2 separate regions of the Macaca mulatta genome follow, and region 2 is linked to region 1. A link is a contact called in public Hi-C data. All regions are on one chromosome and are shown on one strand. Each heading gives the region's core, a stretch centred on a gene start, on an enhancer-like site or on the middle of the called end of the contact. The rest is flanking DNA. Distances are from core to core; before and after follow the strand shown.

The links. Hi-C and Micro-C count contacts between places; a contact is called where the count stands out from the background.
Region 2: a Hi-C map of fibroblasts shows a contact between it and region 1, with 2.0 times the contacts expected there. The contact joins two enhancer-like sites. A contact is called at or near these places in 2 of 14 Hi-C or Micro-C datasets (fibroblasts and liver).

The regions. Positions count from the first base shown.
Region 1 is chr7:91,800,434-91,804,023 of T2T-MMU8v2.0, forward strand. The region is part of intron 2 of PCSK6 (proprotein convertase subtilisin/kexin type 6); the gene reads right to left. Among named protein-coding and RNA genes, the nearest start is that of PCSK6, 52 kb to the right of the region's middle. Within about 2 kb of position 1,813, at least 3 of the 40 cell types and tissues checked have an H3K27ac peak or open chromatin away from gene starts, as enhancers often do.
Region 2 is chr7:91,994,712-91,998,301 of T2T-MMU8v2.0, forward strand. No RefSeq gene overlaps it. Among named protein-coding and RNA genes, the nearest start is that of TM2D3, 14 kb to the right of the region's middle. Within about 2 kb of position 1,935, at least 1 of the 40 cell types and tissues checked has an H3K27ac peak or open chromatin away from gene starts, as enhancers often do.

The DNA of each region.
Region 1 (3,590 bases), core at 563-3,062:
AGTTGATTAGGACGGAGCCCCTCGCAGAGAGGGACAACCATCTGAGGATGCAGCAAGAATTCAGCCATCTGCAAGAGACCTCAGAAGACACCAACCCTGCCAACACCGTAATCTCAGTCTTCCCACCTTCCTAATTGCGAGACAATACATTTCTGTGATTGAAGCCCCCGCATCCTATGGGACTTTGTTACAACTGCCCCAGCTGACTAACAACCTATGAAGTCCGACGCTGCTCAACATATCTGATACCCAGTCACTGTCAGTACCTCTGTTATTTTAGCTCCAGCAATACAGGATACAGCTTTGTTGATTCAAACTATATTTAGGATTTTTCTATAATTTAGCTAAGGTGGGTCAGAATTTACTTCTAAAGTATTTACATAGAAAGAAGTTGCTTATGTTACACATATCTTGCTTATGTGAACCAAATCTGTGGAACTTGAGATATGCTTCAGTAAGCATTGTCTACTGCTCTCTGGGTAGCTGCTGGACTTGTAAGGGAGTAAAAACAAATGGTATGTGGCCTTGGCCCTCGATAACTTCCTGTTGCATTGGCAAGAGATGGGCTTGCATGCTTTGAACTCCACGTTCCTCTCTCCCGATGCATCCGCAGAGCACGGTCAGTTCGCCTTCCCATTGCCTCTCCTCTGGTTCTGGAATACTGAACACCCTCCCAAGCCTGATGATCCAGGTCCCCCAGGAACCACCTGCAGCTCCCCTGCCGACTCTGTCTCTGTCCCTGACAGATCCCAAACAAACTGAACTAGTCATCGTTCCCAACAAACACTGCTGTGTGCTCCTACTCCAGGGCCAGATCTAGAATACAAACATACTTCTGCTAGAAGAGCAGGCCAAGTCTGCAGCCTCTGAGCAGGCTTTCTGGTGGCAGGGATACTGGAGCCCAGAGGGGAAGGTGGGGAAGACAGCAACAACAGGGGAAGGTGGGGAGCCATCTGTGCAAAAGCTCTGCAGAGGGAAAAAGAGCGAAAGTCATCCAAGGAGGACTTTAAAGGCCAATGGTATCTGGGACTCAGGGGGCCACCAGAGACCAGAACAAGCAGGGTTTGGGAGGTGTAGATACAGCTTTGTGGCACCATCAGGCATGTATTTCAGAGGATCCCTCAGGAGCATGGGAGGTGACTGGCTGGGGCAAGGATGCCCATATGAGGCCAGCAAGGGGGGCAGTGCAGTGGTGCAGGCAAGAGATGACAGGAGCTGGGTCTAGGGCAGGAGACACAGGACATGGCAGGGCCGGGTTGTACAGGAGGTGGAGCAAGTGTAGCAGGGAAGGAGAGGTTACCGGCACTGCAGTGAAATGTGGATGAGTGCTTCCCTCTGAGACAGACTTGGGTCAGAGACAGTGAGCTGGGTTTGGGACATATTGACTTTGAATTGTCTTTGAGACATCTAAGTGGAAGGGCAGAGCATTCAGGTGAAAGAGTAAAATGGTGTCTTTTAAGGTATATTTACACATTCAAACTTTTTACCAATTCCTAGTAGCCATGCCACTAGAACCAGCTGGGTGGTACTTAAAATGTGAACAGCCAGCTTGTCACTGTCAATCTATCACCCTCATGGGGGAGCAGTTCACCGTCTCCATGTGGGCAAATCCACTGGGCCCTGGGCAGCTGCCTGGCCCTGCCCTCAGTCCATTACACAGTTCATCAACCCCTGAGACCAATGTGGTCACTTACTGTCTATGTGCTCTTGTCAGGAACTTTCTGTTTGTTTGCACTTTGAATTGCTCTAGCACACAAAACTGTTAGATAAAATTCCATCTGTGGTTAATGGAAAGATCTACTTCAACATTGCATCACTGCTGGAAGGAAACCCGAGCTTTGATTAAACTCTGGGGGCAAAGTCCCATCCTACAAAACAGAATGCCTTCTCTGGTCCTTGCAATCATTTTGCAACTTCTAAACTTTAAAGCACTGAAATGAAGCATCAAACCGAAGCCTCCTATGGCCCTGTAAGGAGCCACCAAGGCTCCCTCTTTACATCTTTATCCTTCCATTTCCATCACCAATCTGGCTGAGATCTGTAGGGAAGGAAAGAGCTGAACCCAAGTCATCATGCTAAAATGTAAGGTCTGGAAGACACAGGCAGCAACGACTAAGTATAAGCCAGCTTGGAACATAATCAGAACAAGTAATTTTAAAAAAATTTGTGAGCCCCTTCGGTGATTGGTCGACGCTTCTGTAATATCCACCCTTCTCCAGACTTTTGGCAAAAGAACAAGTTAAAAACAAATGCTTTCAGTTTGCTTAAATGACAAGCCTTGGAAAAACCCAGCGACCGATAACTGCACACTGAGAACACAGGGGCTGTTCCTCCAAGGCTAGGGCTGAGTAACAAAGCCATCTGAGCAAAATGGCCCTTTTCAAAGATGGCAAGAAAAACATCAAGTAAAGGTAATTAAGAATGCAAGGAAAATGACTGTACCATTCTGGTACAGGATCAGTGCAAAGAAGATGCCTAATAAGTGTGCATGCACACACACGTGCTTAACAAAGTCCTGCTGTTGACCCCCCCTTGAGTTTTGTTTTGCTTTCACAAATGTACATTCTATCTGCTTTTATGTGACATGGGGTGGATTGTAAATTCCATCACTTATCAAAGCACTTTTATACAATAGGGACTGGAGCTAATTAAAATAAAATACCGTCTGCATTTGATTGAACTTTATCCTAAGCCCCATAACATTCATTTCCAGTTTGGTCATTTGAACACAATGGCGGCCTTGCATTCCGAAGTTTCTGAATAATATTAAATCATCTTTCCTTTTGTTAATAATATTAATTACACAGCTCTCCAGATGTGAAGGTATCACAACAATGCTTTGCCAATGTAGGAAAATGTTCCGATGCGCTGCAATAAAAGATAACACTAAATACTTATATAAAACAGCTAATTTCACCAAATATTTAATTGTAATGACTGGGTAGAGTAAATATTAGTCAGACTGACAGCTAATTGATTTGGTTTGCATTAAAGCTAGACAAATTTAAACAGAGGTGTTTCAGTGGCGATTCTGAATTCATAATTCGTTCAGATGTCTGTGTGCTTTCCCCGGGGCTAACCATTTAATTAGAACTGTGAGAAACAATCAGCCAATCCTATGAAAGTTCCAGGAAGGCCTGGGATGCCCAGGCTGTTTACCTTTCTTCCTTTCTCCTTTCTTCTTTACTGGCAGGATGCACTGATAGCAGCCTTGCCAGCAGCTTATTAAGAAGCTCTGTGAAAAGGAGATTTTCACTTGAAAAAATTTAACTGCTATGGTAGCCTTTGCCTAGGAAGTCTCTATCCTTCCTTCTGCTGGCTTCAAGGAGACAACTAATGCCTGGGAATGCTTTACCTTCGGACCCAAACTGAATATAGGACTTTTAACACACCTCAAATGGGTCAATCAAGCAGCTCAGGTGCTGCAGAGAGGAGGCAGGTCCAGGGCATGGTGGCCCTCAAGCCCTCCACAGAGTCTGTCTCTGCTGCCTCAGCCTGCCTTGCTTATGCACGGGTCTTCCACTCCCATCTTCACTGAGGACTCAGCAGCACAGAGACCTGCTGGGAAGCTCTGCATCACTCAGGCACAG
Region 2 (3,590 bases), core at 685-3,184, 190 kb after region 1:
AGCCGTTTCTTTTTTTAAAGACCACTTTATTGAGAAGTAATTTATATGCTGTAAAGGTTATCAGCTTGAAGTATAACTGGCTTTCTTCCCTTAGCACCATGTTTTTTAGGTTTATTCATGTTATGGTGTGTATCAGTTCTTCATTCCTTTACATGATGAAATAGTATTCCATTATATGAATGGACTACATTTTGTTTATGCATTATTCATCAGTGGGACATTTGCGTTGTTTCCGCTTTTTTACTATGAATAATGGTGCTGTAAACAAGTTTTTTAGTGTATGTTCTAAAACCTAAAATCACAATAGACAGGCTCTCCAAAGAAGGAGTTTATCCGGGATTAGTAGGGGATTGTAATCCAAGATACCCATGCCACAATGAACCAAGAAACACCTGAAGACCCTGGGGTCAAGGCAAACTTTTCCAAAGACAAAAAGGAGAAAGTCACGTAAGCTGCTTTGAAACAACAAGTATTGACTGTTGAAGCTCATAGCTCCTCATTGGCCACACTGGCTGTTGCTGGGGAGATGTCTTCTCAGAAGCAGCTTAACATGGAATTTTTATGGTTTCCAGAGTCCTTGTAATAGTTCTTATCATAGGCACATGTGTATGAGTACTCCTCCTTCAGGGCCTCCTGGATCCATTTTGCTAGGGTTTGACCTAAGTGACCCCATTTTGGTGCTGACAACTTTCACAACATATCTCCACTTCTCTTGGGTGTATACCTAGAAGAAGTTTTGCCAAGTCACATGGTAACTCTATGTTTAACACTTTTACGAACTGCCAGACTGTTTCCTGGGCGGCTGCATCACTTTACATCCCCACCAGCAACATATGAAGGTTCCAGTTTCTCCACATTCTCATCAATACTTGTTACTGTGTTTTTTCTTTTTTTTTTTTTCTTTTATTTTTTAGAGACAGCGTCTCGCTCTGTGGCTCAGGCTGGAGTGCAGTGGCGCGGTCACAGTGTCGATGAAGAGTCCAACTCTAAAATATTTGAAGAGATTTATTCCGAACCAAATATGAGTGAGGCACAGTATCAAGAGGTCCCAAGAACATGTGCCCACGGTGGTCCGGCTACAGCTTGAATTTATACATTTTAGGGAGACATAAGACACAAATCAATACATGTAGGATGTAGACTGGTTCCATCTGGAAAGGCAGGACAGCTCGAAGCAGGGGCTTCCAGATCATAGGTAACTTCAAGGATTTTCTAACTGGCAATTGGTTGAAAGCATTATTGTCTATAAAGACCTCTAATCAACAGAAGGGTGTGTCTGGGTTATGCTAAGGGTTTGTGGAGACCAAGGTTCTTATCATGCAGATGAAGCCTCCAGGTTGTGAGCTTCAGAGAAAGTAGATTGGAAATGTTTCTTAGACTGAAAAAGGTGCCAGATTTGTGACTGATTCTCTGCTGTGTCAGGGAAAAGACCTGGAAAGGGAAGGGGACTCTTTGCAGAACATAGATTTTCCCAAGAGACAGCTATGCAGGGCCATTTCAAGATATGGCAAAGAAACATATTTGGGGTTAAAATATTTTGATTTCTTTATCTGTCATGTGACGTTATGCCAGAGTCAGGGTGGAAAGTAAGCCACATCATATAGGGTTAAATAAATTTGCGTTGAGATTTTATGATTTATAGGGTGCAACTCCCCAGTCCCTTAGATAGGAATTTGGGCAAGAGGGAAAAGGTCAGAGTTTAGTCCTCAGTAGCTAACTGGAACTCCACCTCCTGGGCTCAAAGATCGCTCCCACCTCAGCCTCCCAAGCAGCTGGGACTACAGGCACACACCTGGAATTTTTTTTTTTTTTTTTTTTAAGAGACAGGTCTCACTATGTTGCGCAGGCTGGCAAGCTGATTAAGAATTCCTTTTATTATAGTCATTCTAGTGGGTAGTGAGTCATTTCATTTTGTTCTTGTGTAAAAGGACAACTTCATAAAATGTGAACAAATTCCCTTGGTTTTCTCTTCGAGCATTTTGCAAGTTGTATTTTGTGTTCTATTCTACATTCTGTGACCTGATAGCTAGGGGTGAGGCAGGGAAAAGCTCAGCTGAGACTGTATCTTTGCTAGAATATCTGGTCTCTGGTTTCTTGACTAGGATTTTCTAAATGTCCTGAATGAAAGTTTCCTTCCCAGGGAGTGATGCAGTGACCCGTGGGGGTCACCCTAGGCTTTAGATCCTTTTTCTGGTTCAGCAGGGAACCCGTGAACCCATCAGAGTCCCTCCTGTTTGTTCACGAGCCGTCTCTCACTGGTCTCTTTCCAGCAGCCCTTTTCAGTTTTCACTTCCCCCAGCAGTAACAGGAGAAAGATATAGATACCTCTCTTCTCCCAATTAACCTATTTTTCTCACCAGTGAGACCTTTTTTTTTTTTTTTTTGGAGACAGAGTTTCACTCTTGTTGCCCAGGCTGGAGTGCAATGGTATGATCTCGGCTCACAGCAGCCTCTGCCTCCCAGGTTCAAGCAATTCTCCTGCCTCAGCCTCCAGAGTAGCTGGGATTACAGGCACCTGCCACCATGCCTGGCTAATTTTTTTGTATTTTTAGTAAAGATGGGGTTTTGTCATGTTGGCCAGGCTGGTCTCGAACTCCTGGCCTCAGGCGATCTGCCTGCCTCAGACACTCAAAGTGCTGGGACTGCAGACATGAGCCACCGCGCCTGGCCACCAGTGAGACTTTCTGAGTTTTGCTCCGCCACCAGGACCATTTGCAGGAGTAATCTTACACACCTGGGCAATAATTTTTTCCCCCGTATCACCATTTTTTTGTGTGTGACATTTTTGGCATTTGGCTGTATCCTTTTGCTTGTTTGCTGTGGAGTTTCCTTTGTTTGCTGGTTTTGGGCAGGAAGGAGGTGCTGGCTTTTACTGTAGTGTGTTCATCATCTAAGTATTTGAGAAGGGAGATGCTGTAATCCAGCTGCACTCTACTGCTTTAAAAATTCTCAGCAATACTTTTAGGTGTTTAGTTTACTCCCAGCAATTCCTCCTTACTCATTCATCAAACTCCTACTCACTGTGCACCTGCTGTATGGCAGGCAGGGCTCTCTAAGCTGAGCTACAGCAGAGAACCACAGCCCCGCCTTCATGGAGCCTTAGTAAATTATGTCCACATGTCTCCATCAAAGCTTATTTTGCATAAAAATGACGTTGTGTTTATGGAAGATAATTTCAATACTTTACATTTAAGAATTTAGATCAAACTTGCCTAGGTTACAAAATGAACCAGTAGGTCTAATGTATAGCATGAGGACCATAGTTACTGCATTATAAATTTGCTGAGTAGATTTTAAGTGCTCTTACCATGAAAAAAACTTATACGATGTATATACAAGAAAAGTTAAAAAAATGTATATACCCTCTAACATTCATGTGACACTTCATACTCTACCAAAAGTGCAGAATAGAGGGGAGGCTTTAGAGCAGGAGTGGAGGAATCTGCCTTCATTTTTCCTGGGTGTTTTTTTTTTTTTTTCCTTTTAATGCATATTCTGCTTATGTAGTGCCTTCATTTTTAGGCTTTTTCAATGTTGTATTTGAGAAGCTGCATCAGGTACAGCTCATTTTCCACTCATTGCTTACAGGA